2 separate regions of the Macaca mulatta genome follow, and region 1 is linked to region 2. Evidence: chromatin contacts called from public Hi-C data. All regions are on one chromosome and are shown on one strand. The core of a region is the stretch at or near the end of the contact, and the rest is flanking DNA. Distances in the headings are between cores, read along the strand shown.

What was found. A called contact is a pair of places that touch in the nucleus more often than the background predicts.
Region 1: a Hi-C map of fetal cortical plate shows a contact between it and region 2, with 2.4 times the contacts expected there. The contact joins the enhancer-like site here to the promoter of CCND1 in region 2. A contact is called at or near these places in 6 of 14 Hi-C or Micro-C datasets (CD4 T cells, blood, fetal cortex germinal zone and 3 more).

The regions. Positions count from the first base shown.
Region 1 is chr14:5,537,811-5,544,688 of T2T-MMU8v2.0, forward strand. No RefSeq gene overlaps it. Among named protein-coding and RNA genes, the nearest start is that of SMIM38, 43 kb to the left of the region's middle. Within about 2 kb of position 4,736, at least 2 of the 40 cell types and tissues checked have an H3K27ac peak or open chromatin away from gene starts, as enhancers often do. A contact at or near this core is called in fetal cortical plate, where this site is marked.
Region 2 is chr14:5,013,845-5,020,391 of T2T-MMU8v2.0, forward strand. CCND1 (cyclin D1) reads right to left here and starts at 4,013. Exons shown (of 5, transcript NM_001278446.1): 1 at 3,612-4,013; 2 at 1,866-2,081; 3 at 1,119-1,278. The coding sequence starts at 3,809.

The DNA of each region.
Region 1 (6,878 bases), core at 3,486-5,985, 520 kb after region 2:
AGTGCTGGGCACAGTGGTACTTGCTGCCACTCTCACCATCACGGATCTCAGGTCTTCAAAGCTGGTTTGCCCCTAATGCCCTAACTCCAGGGGTTCCCCCAGATTATCTCTCCCAAGAAGCCCATGATTGGTATCTGGGCCCCTGAGAAGCACCCGAGCTGCTCTCCTCGTGTGTGTTAGGTCCATCCATACAACACCCAGAGGACACCGAGAGGCCACCCAAATCCTCATGTTCTAAGAGACAAGAATCTTTGCCAAATGTATCGGGCAGAATGAAATTTGACCACACGTAACTTTCCTATCGTGTAAAAGAAGTCCAGGGATAGGCAGTCCAAGGCACCAAGAAGTCAACAGGATCCAAGCTTTCTTCCAACTAATTCACCACCCTCAGGGCATGGTTCTCAACCTCATAGTCTAAGATGGCTGCAAGAGCTCCAGTCATCACATCCACATTCCAATCAGCAAGGGATGTGGAAGGGAGAAAGGAGGTGTGCCTATTCCCTGGAAGGAGACTTCCTAAAAGACCCACTCTGCTCAGATCTCATTGGCCAGAACTGAGTCACACACTCAGTGGTAGATCATGACAGTGATGATCCCTAATTTATTCACACTCCCCCACATGACTGTTTGACTCTGTCACTCCTCCCACCAGGAGATGACGTTTATTTCTCCACCCCTGAATCTGGACTTGGCCTGTGACTTGCTTTGTCCAAACGGATGAAGCAAACAGGATGCAAGCAGAGGCTAGAAAAGCTTTTGTGCATGCAGGCTGCTGTCTCAGTACTGGGACCTCCCGCCAGCACATGAGCAAGGCCAGCCTGGTCCCCTGAGGATGAATGATCACACGGAGAGAGCATTGCTGTCCCAGCAGAGGCCCCCAACATGGGAGAGAGGCCATCCCCAACCATCCGGCCACAGCCAGGCCAGCCCGGATCAGAAATCTTGCTTAGCCAACTCACAGAACCTGGAGGAATAATGAACCCTTGCTGTTTTAAGTCACAACGTTTTGAGGTGGTTTGTTACACAGCGAAAGCTAGCTGATACACTTCTCCAGCAACAGGGAGTCTAGGCAATGTAGCTGACTCAATGGACCACAAAGCTCCTACACTGGATTTTTAGTCTAAAAGGAAAGGAAGTAGGCCCAGTGGCTCACGCCTGTAATCCCAGCTACTGAAGGGTCTGAGTTCAGAGGATCACTTGAGGCCAGGAGTTTGAGAACAACCTGGGCCACACAGCAAGACTTTGTCTCCACCAAAAAAAAAAAAATTTGTTTCAATTAGCCAGATGTGGTGTCTCATGCCTGTAATCCCACCTACTCTGGCAGCTGAGACAGGAGGATCACTTGGGCCCAGGAGTCTGAGGTTTCCTGGGCTTGAGGGCAGTGACAAAATCATTGCTTAAGCTATGATGCTGCCACTGCGCTCCAGTCTGAGTGACAGAGCAAGACCCAGGCCCCAAAAAATAAGTAATTAGGCCAGATGCAGTGACTCATGTCTGTAGTCCCAGGGCTTTGGTAGGCCAAGGTGGGCAGATCACTTGAGCCCAGGAGTTTGATACCAGCCTGGGCTACATGGTAAAGCCCAATCTCTACAAAAATCAGCCAGAGGTGGCGGCCTGTGCCTGTAGTCCTAGTGTAGTCTAGGCACTGGACTATACTATAGCAGTAGTCCCAGCTACTTGGGAGGCTGAGGTGGGAGGATCACTTGGGTCTCGGAGGTCGAGGCTGCATTGAGCCATGATCGCACCACTGCATTCCAGCCTGCGTAACAGAGCCAGACCCTGTCTCAAAAATAAGTAAATAAATGGAAGGAGAGAGTGAACATAGGACCCAAGCTCAGTAGCCCCCACCACACCCAATTCCTGCTCTGGCCTTGCCCCCAGGAGTGCAGAAAAGAGGCATGGCAGTCCTCCCCTTGCTCCGAATTTCCGTTCCTGTACCACCGTGATGCGAGGCCATTTCAGGAAGGGGCTCTGAGCCAGCCATGCTGAGGCCTCACCACCATCTCTCTGTGGGTGACCAGTCACACAGGAGCTCTTCCTCGGGCGGTCTTCCCTGTGGTCTCCCCACAATGCATCCTCCATCCCAGACTCACTGCTGCCCCCGCTCCTGCACTTACGGCTCAGTAGGGGACACTGCACTGTCCCCGATGGCCTGAGCCAGGCATCCTTCCTGCCCTGTACACCCACCGCCTACGTCCAGCCACTCGGGCAGCCGGGGGCTGCCACGCCTGTGATGTTCAATAACCAGCTCCTGGAGTCACATAACACCCAGAGGGAAGAGACAGAGGCCCTTCTCTCTCCCCTTCCCCAGTGCCTAGCTCAGGGCTGAGCGCAGGATGGGTGCAAAGAACAGGGAAACTCCACGGAAGGAGTTCCTGAAGTTTCTAAGGACACTCCCGGTACAGCTCAGGAAGGTAACACTGCACTGCCCTGATGCTCTCCACAGTCTCCCCCTTCTGTCCTAACCACACTCCCCGTATGGCTGAGGAGAGGACGCTGCACTGTGCCTGATGCTCACCACGGTCTCTTCCTCCTGTCCTCTTCTCTTCAGGCTCCAAAACGCTTCCACATTGTCTCTCAGCCTCCAAAGTGACATTGCCTAGGGCTACACCAGGTAACGTTATTCAGCTTTACAGAGGGAAAACCCCGATCCCCAGGAAAAACGGTAAATGGCTGCTCGTCCCAAAAGACATGGCCATATTTGATTATTCTGAGTCATCCCAACCTGACACAAGCTACCCTTGGGGACAGGGGAGCAGGCAGAACACCCTGGGAAGCCCCCAGGTGGCTTCCACGTGATGAGAAGGCTGCCCGTGGCCCCTGACCAAGCCCAGCTTCTCCGTGGTAAAGCGAGGGCTGCGCTGGGGTTTGCCCGTGGCCGGGTGCCCTGGGAAGCCCGGGCCTGGCAATAACTCACCCAGAGCTACCTCAGTTTATCTGGCTGTGAAATGGACTGGGAAGACCAGGTGAGGGGTCCCAGGCAGGGTAGGGGGTCAGGGGTGGGGTTCGCTGTGGCAGACAGGTGAGGGCCTGCCCTACCTAAAGCTTCTGCTACCCAGCAACCTCTGGTCACTGCTGGAGGGGGCCGGCCAAGCAACACCAGGCGCTCTGGAAATTGAGATGAGTTCATGAAATCTCCTGTAGCGGCTTGCACGGTGGCTTCGAAAGATATGTCCACATCCTAACCAAATGTGGCCCTATGTGGAAACAGGCATCTGCAGATGCAGTTAAGGACCTTGAGATGAGATCATCCTGGAGGACCCTAAATCCAATGACCAGCCTCCTCCTAAGGGCTCAGAGGAGAGACACAGGGAGAAAGGACAGGGGCCACGTGAAAACGAGGCGGAGACCGGAGCAGTGCAGCCACAAGCCACGGGGCACCTGGAGGCACCAGGGCAGAAAGAAGCCGGGGGCCCTTCCTGGAGCCTTGAGAGGGAGCGCCGCCTGCCTACATCTAGATATCGGGTTCTGGGCCCCAGCACTGGGAGAGAAGACATTTCTGTGGTTTTCAGCCCGCACTGGTTTGTGATCTTTTGTTACGGCAGCCGCAGGAAATCTCCCAGCTTACAGGGCCGGCTCGTTCTTTCGCTAGTACTGAAGGTACCAGAACGCGCGTCACGGCCGCCCTCGTCCTGGGGGTTCCGGCCAGCAAGGCCTGGACTCCAGATCACAGCCCTGCACTGGAACCCAACGAGGAAACGGCCCCCCAGGTGACGTCGGGGAGGAGAAGCCCCCTCCCAGGCCGCAGGCTGCTCTCGGGAGTGGACAGTGACAGCGCCTCCTTCAAGGACACTGGCTATGACTGCCTTTGTAAGCTTCAAAGTACCTTCCAGGTTACACGGCGGGGTTATGAACGGGACTGAGTTCCTATCTCCCGAGAGTGACAGTGCAAGTTCCAGACCCACGCCCCGCCCCAGGCACGGCCAAGGCACAGAGGCCAGCGCCGGGAGCTGGGCCCTGAAGGTCCCGCAGTGGCCCGCAGCACCCCTGGGGCGGCACCCGCCTGCCCGAAGGGCGGCCCCGCCCTCCCCCAAGGGAGGCGGCCATCACATGGCAGAGGTGCCAAGCTGGTGAAAGGCTGCCCTCCCTCTCCTGGCACCACCGTCCACTGCAAATGCCTGGCTGGAGTCGGTGCCAGCAGCCTTCGGGGGCTGTCATGTGCCCAGGTTGCTGGCAGCTGCTGGTCAAGGGGCCTTGCCCTCCCTCTCTCTGGACACACCTTTGATTCGGAGGAATGTGTGTGTGTGCTTTTTATTCCTTGAAGGGGAAAAAGCTCTCTCTCGGCAGAATTCTTCCCGGGACCCCGGCTGCTGACCGCCGGTGAGGGATCCTGGGAAGGTCAGGCCTCTGCAGGGACCCCCGTCCCTGCCTTCCCACCACCCTCCCTGACACCGCAAATGCACTTCGTGGACTTCTGTCGCTTGGGAAGGATTAGAGGGCCGTGCCTTTCAATCCCACCTCTGAGATTATAAATCCTGGAAACCAGCCCTGCCTCCGAGCTGTAACCTTGAGCAAGTCCCTCCATCCCCCGACCCCCAGTTCGTTCATCCACTTCATAGGGATATTCCAGAGGGCTCCACCGAGGACCAAACACAACGAAACCATGCTCCTTATCAGCTCCACAGGGCGCTCTGAGAGTTTTCACCTTCAGGGGGTTATGAATGATGAAGCCAGGGTGACAGGCGTCGCCTGGGACTTGGAGGCAGACTGGGATGTTTGCCAGGCTCTCATTAAATAAGATAACATACATTAATAAGATAACATCCTTGGCTCAGGCCTCCTAGCGAGCGCTCCGCAAACACTAGTGATGGCCGCTCCCATTTTCTCCCAAATCCAGGCTACATGCCCGTGGTCCTGTCACCAGCTGCTCCAAGCTTCAGTCTCCATAGGACAGCGCTGATCACTTGGAGCTGAGCCTTGCTAGGCCACGCTGGCCGCAGAGCAACTACCCTGCAAGGGAGTTTCATTTATTCATAATAAATCCTGTTAAGGCTGAGGGTGAGACAAGCCTTTTTGTTTCCGGCATTTTCTCTTCTAAGCAAAGTCTGGTGCAGGCAGAAGGAAATCACGATCCGTGCGTCTCAGCACCAGGAGTCCTCGGTGGAGGCCCCGTTGCCAGGCAGAGGGGCTTCTGGAAGAGTGGCCATAGGAGCTGCAGGTCATGCACCAAAGGTGCAGGCTGTGCTAGGCTCACAAAGGGGCCGAGGGGCAGGGGCCCAGTGACCACCTGGCCTCAGGCCCCAGAAGGACCCCTGTAGACAGCTCAGCGTCACCAAGGGCAGCTCCCAAGAGATCACCAAGAGCCTAGAGGCCACCCCCATGTGAACAATGGGGCCCTAGGTCCCCACGAAAGAGGGTGGCAGAGCTGGACATGAAGCAGGCACCTGGCACAGGTCCTTCTCTTTCCTGTGTGAGGCCTGGGGCTCTCCCCTTCTGGAAGGCAGGAACATGAAAGCACCTCCCTGTGGCACCCCCAGGCCCTACACCCGGGGGCCAGCTTGTCTCTTTGCTCCACACACCAGGGCCATCCTCACGCAGCCATCGACAATGTCCCCACCCCTCGGTCCCCGCAATATTCCAAACCCATCACTGAGCACTTCCGAGTGAGGGCCGGGCCACGGGCTCCCTGACCTTCCAGAAGTGCTGTCGCATGACCTCACGTCCTCACGTGAAAAAACAGGGCTCAGAGAGGTCAGGTAACTTGCTCAGATCACACAGCTGCGAGGGCTGGGCTCGAGCCCAGGACTGTCTGGCTCCACCGCCTGTGCTCTGGGCTGAGCTATAAAACTGCACACCCCTCACTCACCCCCACACACACTGGTCCGTCTGTCTCACATCCACAGGGCTCAAAGCTGCTTCTGGCCCCAGAATGCACCGAGGTGGAAGGAAGCCCGGGAGGAAATGAGACTCATGGAAAGGGAATAAGGTGGTGAATGCAGCACTAGAGACCAGAGACGGGGATGGGGAGGCTTCCTGAAGAGGGGCGTCGGGGCGAGGCGGGCCGGCCAGGTGGGGGTGAGGGGAGAGCAGAGGGAGCAGCAGTGGACACACACAGAGACAACAGAGGGAACAGCAGTGGACACGCAGAGAGAGACAACAGAGGGAACAGCAGTGGACACACACAGAGACAACAGAGGGAACAGCAGTGGACACGCAGAGAGAGACAACAGAGGGAACAGCAGTGGACACGGACAGAGAGAGACAACAGAGGGAACAGCAGTGGACACGCACAGAGACAACAGAGGGAACAGCAGTGGACACGCACAGAGACAACAGAGGGAACAGCAGTGGACACGCACAGAGACAACAGAGGGAACAGCAGTGGACACGCACAGAGACAACAGAGGGAACAGCAGTGGACACGCACAGAGACAACAGAGGGAACAGCAGTGGACACGCAGAGAGAGACAACAGAGGGAACAGCAGTGGACACGCACAGAGAGACAACAGAGGGAACAGCAGTGGACACGCACAGAGACAACAGAGGGAACAGCAGTGGACACGCACAGAGACAACAGAGGGAACAGCAGTGGACACGCAGAGAGAGACAACAGAGGGAACAGCAGTGGACACGGACAGAGAGAGACAACAGAGGGAACAGCAGTGGACACGCACAGAGACAACAGAGGGAACAGCAGTGGACACGCACAGAGACAACAGAGGGAACAGCAGTGGACACGCACAGAGACAACAGAGGGAACAGCAGTGGACACGCAGAGAGAGAGACGGCAGAGGGAACAGCAGTGGACACGCACAGAAGCCATGTCCAGGCAGCTGCAGGACGTTCTCGAAGCTGCCCTGAGTGAAAGTGTGGGGAAAGGAGGGGCCGCTCGAAGCTGCCCTGAGCACCGGTGTGGGAAAGGAGGGGCCAGGCTTCG
Region 2 (6,547 bases), core at 2,763-5,262:
CTTGGAAACATGTTGGGGACGGGTTCATGCCCCAAGCAGGTGGAGGAGGTGGGGGAGGCCTCACGCCTAAACCAGAAACTATTCTGGAATACCAGATACTGGTGTCAGAAGGGAGCACAAAGTAGGCTTGGGGGGCTCCGCCCTCTGGGGAGGGGAGAAGATGCTACTGCTTCCTTGAGGCCCCCTGGGCCTTGCGGCCTAGGTCACCCAGAGTGAGCCCCCAAACAGATGTGATGACTGAGGCTTGAGCAAAGGTGGGCCACAGCAGAGCTGGGTGGGATGGGGACATACCCCCCCCATCAGGGTAACCAGGCTTCCTGGGCCAGGAAAGGAGGCAGTCACACGGGGGTCAGAGGCAGGGCTGGGGACAGCAGGAGGCAGCACCCTGTGTATGTGCGTGTCTGTCCCCACTGGGTTCTGGGGCCAGGGCCATGTCAAGGAGGGGCCTCTGGGGCCATGCCAGGGGAAGTGAGGACTGGGTGCTTCTGCTGCCTACGGTGGCGGCCCAAGCTGAGACTGCTCTGAAGCACCCCCCAGGGCTCAGCTGAGCCCGGCTGGCTGGCAGCACCCCTGGCAGGGCCTCAGGCAGCAGAGCTCCTCTGCTGGACACCCCTGCACTCGGCTGCCCAGAGCACGTGGTGCAGGCGGGCCAACAGCTCTCCCCGCCCCTGGAGGCGTCTCTGGCAGGTGGCCCAGCCTGGGAGAGGCCAGGAGGGGGCCCTGCAGCTCAGGCTCCTTAAGGACACAAGAAGGGCTGGAGGTGGGTGGGGAAAGGAGGCGGCCCTGCAGCCAAGGTAAACCCCTTTGAGCATGGAGTGGCCACAGGCTGCCTGGCCTGGAGGATGAGGCCACAGAAGCTGGACACAGGCAGGCCGAGCTGTCCACACCGATGCCCAAGGTACTGCATGGTGGCCGTGAGGGAGCAAATCCCCTTCCATCCAGCACAACAAATAATCCAGGGCCTCTGCTCACCAGAGCTGGAAGAGCGCTTCCCAGCGCAGGAGGGAGCCTAGGGACATCTTCCCAGACATCACCCCGGTGGAGAGCGAGAAGCCGGCCAGGGTCACCTAAGGAGCTGGCTCTCCAGCGGAGGCCGGGGGCTGCTGGGCCTACCCTACCTGTGGCACAGAGGGCAACGAAGGTCTGCGCGTGTTTGCGGATGATCTGTTTGTTCTCCTCCGCCTCTGGCATTTTGGAAAGGAAGTGTTCGATGAAATCGTGCGGGGTCATGGCGGCCAGGTTCCACTTGAGCTTGTTCACCAGGAGCAGCTCCATTTGCTGCGAACACAGGGTGAGCGGCCATCAGGGGAGGTGCGGGCCGGCCCGGGGGCGCGGGGAAGCCGGCAGCATGGGGGCCCGGGGCCATGCAGCACCTCCGGCTCAGAGCACTGGCTCCTGCGTCTCGTGCGGTCCTGGAGGTGGGAGGGGAGGGCTGGCGAATGATGGGGGTGGTATCGGGGAGCCGGGGCAACACGCGATCCCAGATCAAAACAGAAAAGGTGCCCGCTGCGTGAAAAGACTCTGCAAGTGGAAACAAAAAGACCTCCCACCACCTGAAACAGGAGGCTCAGTGCGGAGCGCGGCGCTCCTCGTGCAGCCGCTGGAGGGCGCGCGCCGCCCACTTTTCGGCCACACTGCCGGGCGCGAACGCGGTGGGAGTCGCAGGCAAGCGACTTGGGGGCGGTGGGACGGGGGCGGCTAGGATCCCGCCCGCTCCCGGGACAGGGACGCCCGGCGGCGGGGCCGCCCTCCCTGGGAGCAGATATGCCAGAGGCGGGCCGGCCGCCACTGCCTGCACCTTCCCCGGCCCCGTGATCCTGCGTGCGACTCTCGGGGGGCAGGGGGCGGCGGGGTCCCGCGGTTACCAGCAGCTCTTCGGGCCGGATGGAGTTGTCGGTGTAGATGCACAGCTTCTCGGCCGTCAGGGGGATGGTCTCCTTCATCTTAGAGGCCACGAACATGCAGGTGGCCCCCAGCAGCTGCAGGCGGCTCTTTTTCACGGGCTCCAGCGACAGGAAGCGGTCCAGGTAGTTCATGGCCAGCGGGAAGACCTCCTCCTCGCACTTCTGCTCCTCGCAGACCTGCGGAGGCACGGGGCCCGTGACCGCCGCCGCCAGGTCGCGCCGCCCCACCCCCGCCCCCGCACCCCCCCATCGCGCTCGGCAGGACCGCCAGTTCTGAAGGGCGCCGAGGGGTGGGGGCCGGGGGCGGAAGGACCTTCCTGTGATGCGCCCCCTCCCCCGCGCGTCCCCAGTACCCACCCTCCCCGAAACTGAAAGGGAAAGTCCCCGCGAGGCTGGCACGGTGGGGGCGGGAGCGGGCACAGCTGGGCGGCGTGCGCGGCGGCGCGGGCTGCCAGCCCTGGGGACCCCGGCCCGCCCTGGAGCTCCGTGGTCCCTCTGACTGAGGGTCGACACCCACTGGGGTGCGGGGCCGCGGAACGGGCCGCGGGGTTGGGCGCCGCGCCTGCGAGACACAAAGGTGGCGTCCCAGGCCGCCGCGCCGCATTTCCCCAGACGTCATCTTTTCAAAAAATATTTAAAAATATTAAAAAAATAACTAAGTGCATAAAAAAACCCTGAAAATGACCCTCGGGCGACCCTTTACCCAGGCCGAGGGTCGGGAGTTCGTTACAGGCTCCGGGGGGAGCCCCAGGAATTCAAACTCCGGGGCCCCCCTTCCCCCTGGGCGCGGGCGGCGTTTCCCTCTCGCAAGGGCACCACGCCGCACTTTCAAAAATTATTTAAAAATACTTGCGGGCCCCTCAGGCGCCCACCGAAGGTCTGAAAATGTGCTCCCAGGCCCCCGGCTCCCTCAGAGAAGGTCCCCCAAGCCGAGATCCCTGCAGACGGGGATCAAGCCCTGGCGTCTTGGGGGCCACGCGACCTTGCAGCTCGGCGTGCTCTCCGGCCCTGGCTGCCCATTTGGGGCGCCCCGGGACTCGCTGCTTAAACAAAGGGCCCCCCTTCCCGAGCGGGGTCCCCCCAAAACTCCCCATGCCGCGTCCCTGCGCCCCTCCCGCGGGCTCCCGGCGGCCGCGCGGCCCCTAGCTGCGGCCCCAGCGCCCGGCGGCCGCTCCCCGCCCCCACCCTGCCCCCAATTATTAATAAACACTTTTGCTTTGCAATAAAAGAGCAAAGATGGCGCATAATACTGGCACGAGCGGCCCTTGCATACGTGTCCATGGATATTAATTTAAAAATCAAATCTATGCCCCCTCCCCCCGGAGTTGGCGGCTCTCGGCCGCAGCGGCCGCGAGAGGAGGCGCAGCCGGGCTGGGGCGCAGGCGGGGGGCACAAAGCGCACTCAGCCTGCCAGCCCGCACCCTCGGGCCCATTGGGGTGCCCCGACACTGGCTTCTCCCGACGGCACCCCTCCCCAACCCCCTTCTCCCCTCCCACGAAACGCAACTTATAGCACCCCCACCCCCACCCCTTCCTGCTTCAGAAAATACCCACAATTTTTATTTTTAAAATGCGGATCCCTAGCAACACCACAGCAAACTTCAAAGTTCTAGCGGGAGAGAAGGGAGGGGGGTGAGGAGCAAAGAAACGTGGGTCTGGGCAACAAGTTGCAGGGAAGTCTTAAGAGAGCCGCCCAAAGCCCCGCACCTCCAGCATCCAGGTGGCGACGATCTTCCGCATGGACGGCAGGACCTCCTTCTGCACACATTTGAAGTAGGACACCGAGGGCGCGCAGGTCTCCTCCGCCTTCAGCATGGCCCGCAGCACCCGGTCGTTGAGGAGGTTGGCATCGGGGTACGCGCGGCGGATGGTTTCCACTTCGCAGCACAGGAGCTGGTGTTCCATGGCTGGGGCTCTGCCTGGGCAGCTAGGGAGGGCTGTGGGTCCGGGCTGGGTCCGCGCTCGGCTCTCGCTTCTGCTGCCCCGCGCTCCCTCGCGCTATTCTGCCCCTCGCCGGAGCGTGCGGACTCTGCTGCTCGCTGCTACTGCGCCGACAGCCCTCTGGAGGCTCCAGGACTTTGCAACTTCAACAAAACTCCCCTGTAGTCCGTGTGACGTTACTGTTGTTAAGCAGAGATCAAAGCCGGGCAGAGAATGGGAGCGGGAGGGGGGCGGGGGCGGGCGCAGGGGGAGGGGGCGCGGGCGCCAAACGCCGGGAGCAGCGAGGGGCAGAGCCCAAAAGCCATCCCCGAGGCGCCGCGCCTGCCCTGCGGCGGAGTTGCCCCCGTAGTCCGGTTTTCATAGAAATGCAAATCGCCCCGCTGCAGCCTTTCTCCCCGCCAGGGAAGAGGGGTGCAGGGGGCCCCGTCCGCCTCGAGTGGGTTCCCTGGGATTTAGGGGGTGAGGTGGTGGTGGCTCTGCAGTAGGGGACCACTAGGAAGGCCGGCAGGCCACACGCAGCCTGGGGAGACCACGAGAAGGGGGGACTCTAGGGCGCGGCGACACCCCATATCCAAGCCGGCAGAATGGGCGCATTTCCAAGAACGCCACGAGGGCACCCACGGGCGGACAGACGGCCAAAGAATCTCAGCGACTGCATCTTCTTTCATTTTCATTAACACGTGTAAATTTCAAGAACTATTTAGCATACAGGGACGGGGAGGACCGGGCACACAACCCCTGTGCAAGTTTCATTCCGGCGCACAGGGGCGTCGTTGCAAATGCCCAAGGGGGTAACCCTAAAAGTTAAAGGAATTTCAGCTTAGCATGCGCTCGCTCAAAAAATAAAATAAAATAAATGCCCGAAAATTCCAGCAGCAGCCCAAGATGGTGGCCAGCATTTCCTTCATCTTGTCCTTCTAGCCTGGAGACTCTTCGGGCTGCCTTCCTACCTTGACCAGTCGGTCCTTGCGGGGATCCCCAAATGCACCCCCTCCCTTCCCGTGCCGGCAATTTAACCGGGAGAAACACACGTCTGAATGGAAAGCTGAGAAACAGTGATCTCCGTTCTGACTCATTTTTTTAATTAAAAAAGAAATTAAATTGCTGGAAATATTAGTCGCCTCAGCCTGGGACAAGACCACTGGAAGGTTCCTAATTGGTTTTGTTGGGGGTGTAGACGTCCCTTCACCTTTAGAGTTTGCCCTGGGACTAAATTCGTGAGCATGAGGGGGCTGGCAGGAGCGGGCATAATTCAGAACAATTATCAATTAAACAAATGAGTGTACTGATCTGATTTTTAGCAAAATCGATAGGTGTTCGTGGTTTCATGAGAGGGTCCCCACTACCGCAAACTTAAGCAGATGTAAATTAAAATACATAGTTTTTAAAATAACAGGTTCTGTCTCTTTGGTGCATTAAAAAATAAAAGGACATTTTACTGTCTTAACTTTTGTTTTTGTTATTTTAATAGTACCTGCCCCAAATTAAGAAAACTGTTCATTTACTTCCTTTTGAATATAGTTTAGTGTCATCAAACCACCGTATCCTCTTAACAGTAAAAGCTCAAAGAAAACGGATAGAAAAAGTCCCCTCCCCTTCGCCAGGGTGCTCACAGCAAGATGCGACCCCCCCCACCCCCCACCTTTCAGGGTGAATTCCTCCCGTGCCCCCTCCCCCGCCGGGAATTAGGATTACTAATATTCCGGGTCCTGGGGGGTAATTACCCCCAGATTCCGCATGGGGAGCGATGGGTGGCCCCAGCAGGGAGCACCCACGGTCGTGTCCCCCCCACTCCCCGAGCACCCATAATCGCTTTGGCCCCAGCATAGCCAAGCCTCAGAGCATCAGCCCGCGCACGAGGGCGGCCCAGCTGCTTTTTCATTCATAAAATCCCGACCCGGCGGCCGCCTGGATGATTTATGGGGCCCGGAGCTATCACCCGGCCTCTCCCACCCCGGGGGTCGAGGGGCCCCGAGCCCCGCGTGCGCCCTGGCCCAGCCCGAGGCGCGAAGCGGGCCGAAGTCGGCTAGGGGCAGCACGGCATAAAGAGGCTCGCCCACTCCGGCAAAACCGGCTCTGGGTCCAGGAGGGAGCTTCACCCCCCCATCCCGGGCGCAAGACAGAGGAAACTGGAATTAGCATGAGCCAATGGGGGCGCGGCGCTGTTACTAGGCGGACCGGGCAGATCTAGGCTAGGAACTTTGTTGATTTCCCGGCTCAGGGACGAGCGCAAAATTGCAAGCCCGGCTAGCGAGCGTAAAGAGCCGTCCAGGAACCCGCGGGGGAGGCGCTGGAATTTGGGGCCCGGCGGGGAGCGCCAGCTGTCCAGCCTCCACCTGGGGGAACCCTGCTTAGCGGCCCCCGGGTCCCCTGAGGGGGCCAATACCTCTGGGCTTTTGAGGGTCATTGCTTCAAGAAGCGCAGAGAAAGCATTTTGATTTTTTTCCAAAGGGAAAAGCAACTTTAAAAAACTTTTCTGTTGCAGTTTTACTTTACACTGTCTTCTTAAAACCCACCACGAAGCAGGAACTGCGGCTTCTGGGCTCATTTAAAGTGCTCTGTTCTTATTTCTTGGTGACCATTTGGAGACAAAGGCCAAGTGGCCCAGTCGGGAGGGTAACCACGCTGGTTTGAAAGAAAATCCAAAAGTAACTTAAATCACCTTCACGCTTTCCTCGCCCCTTGGCCCCTGCCCGGGTGAC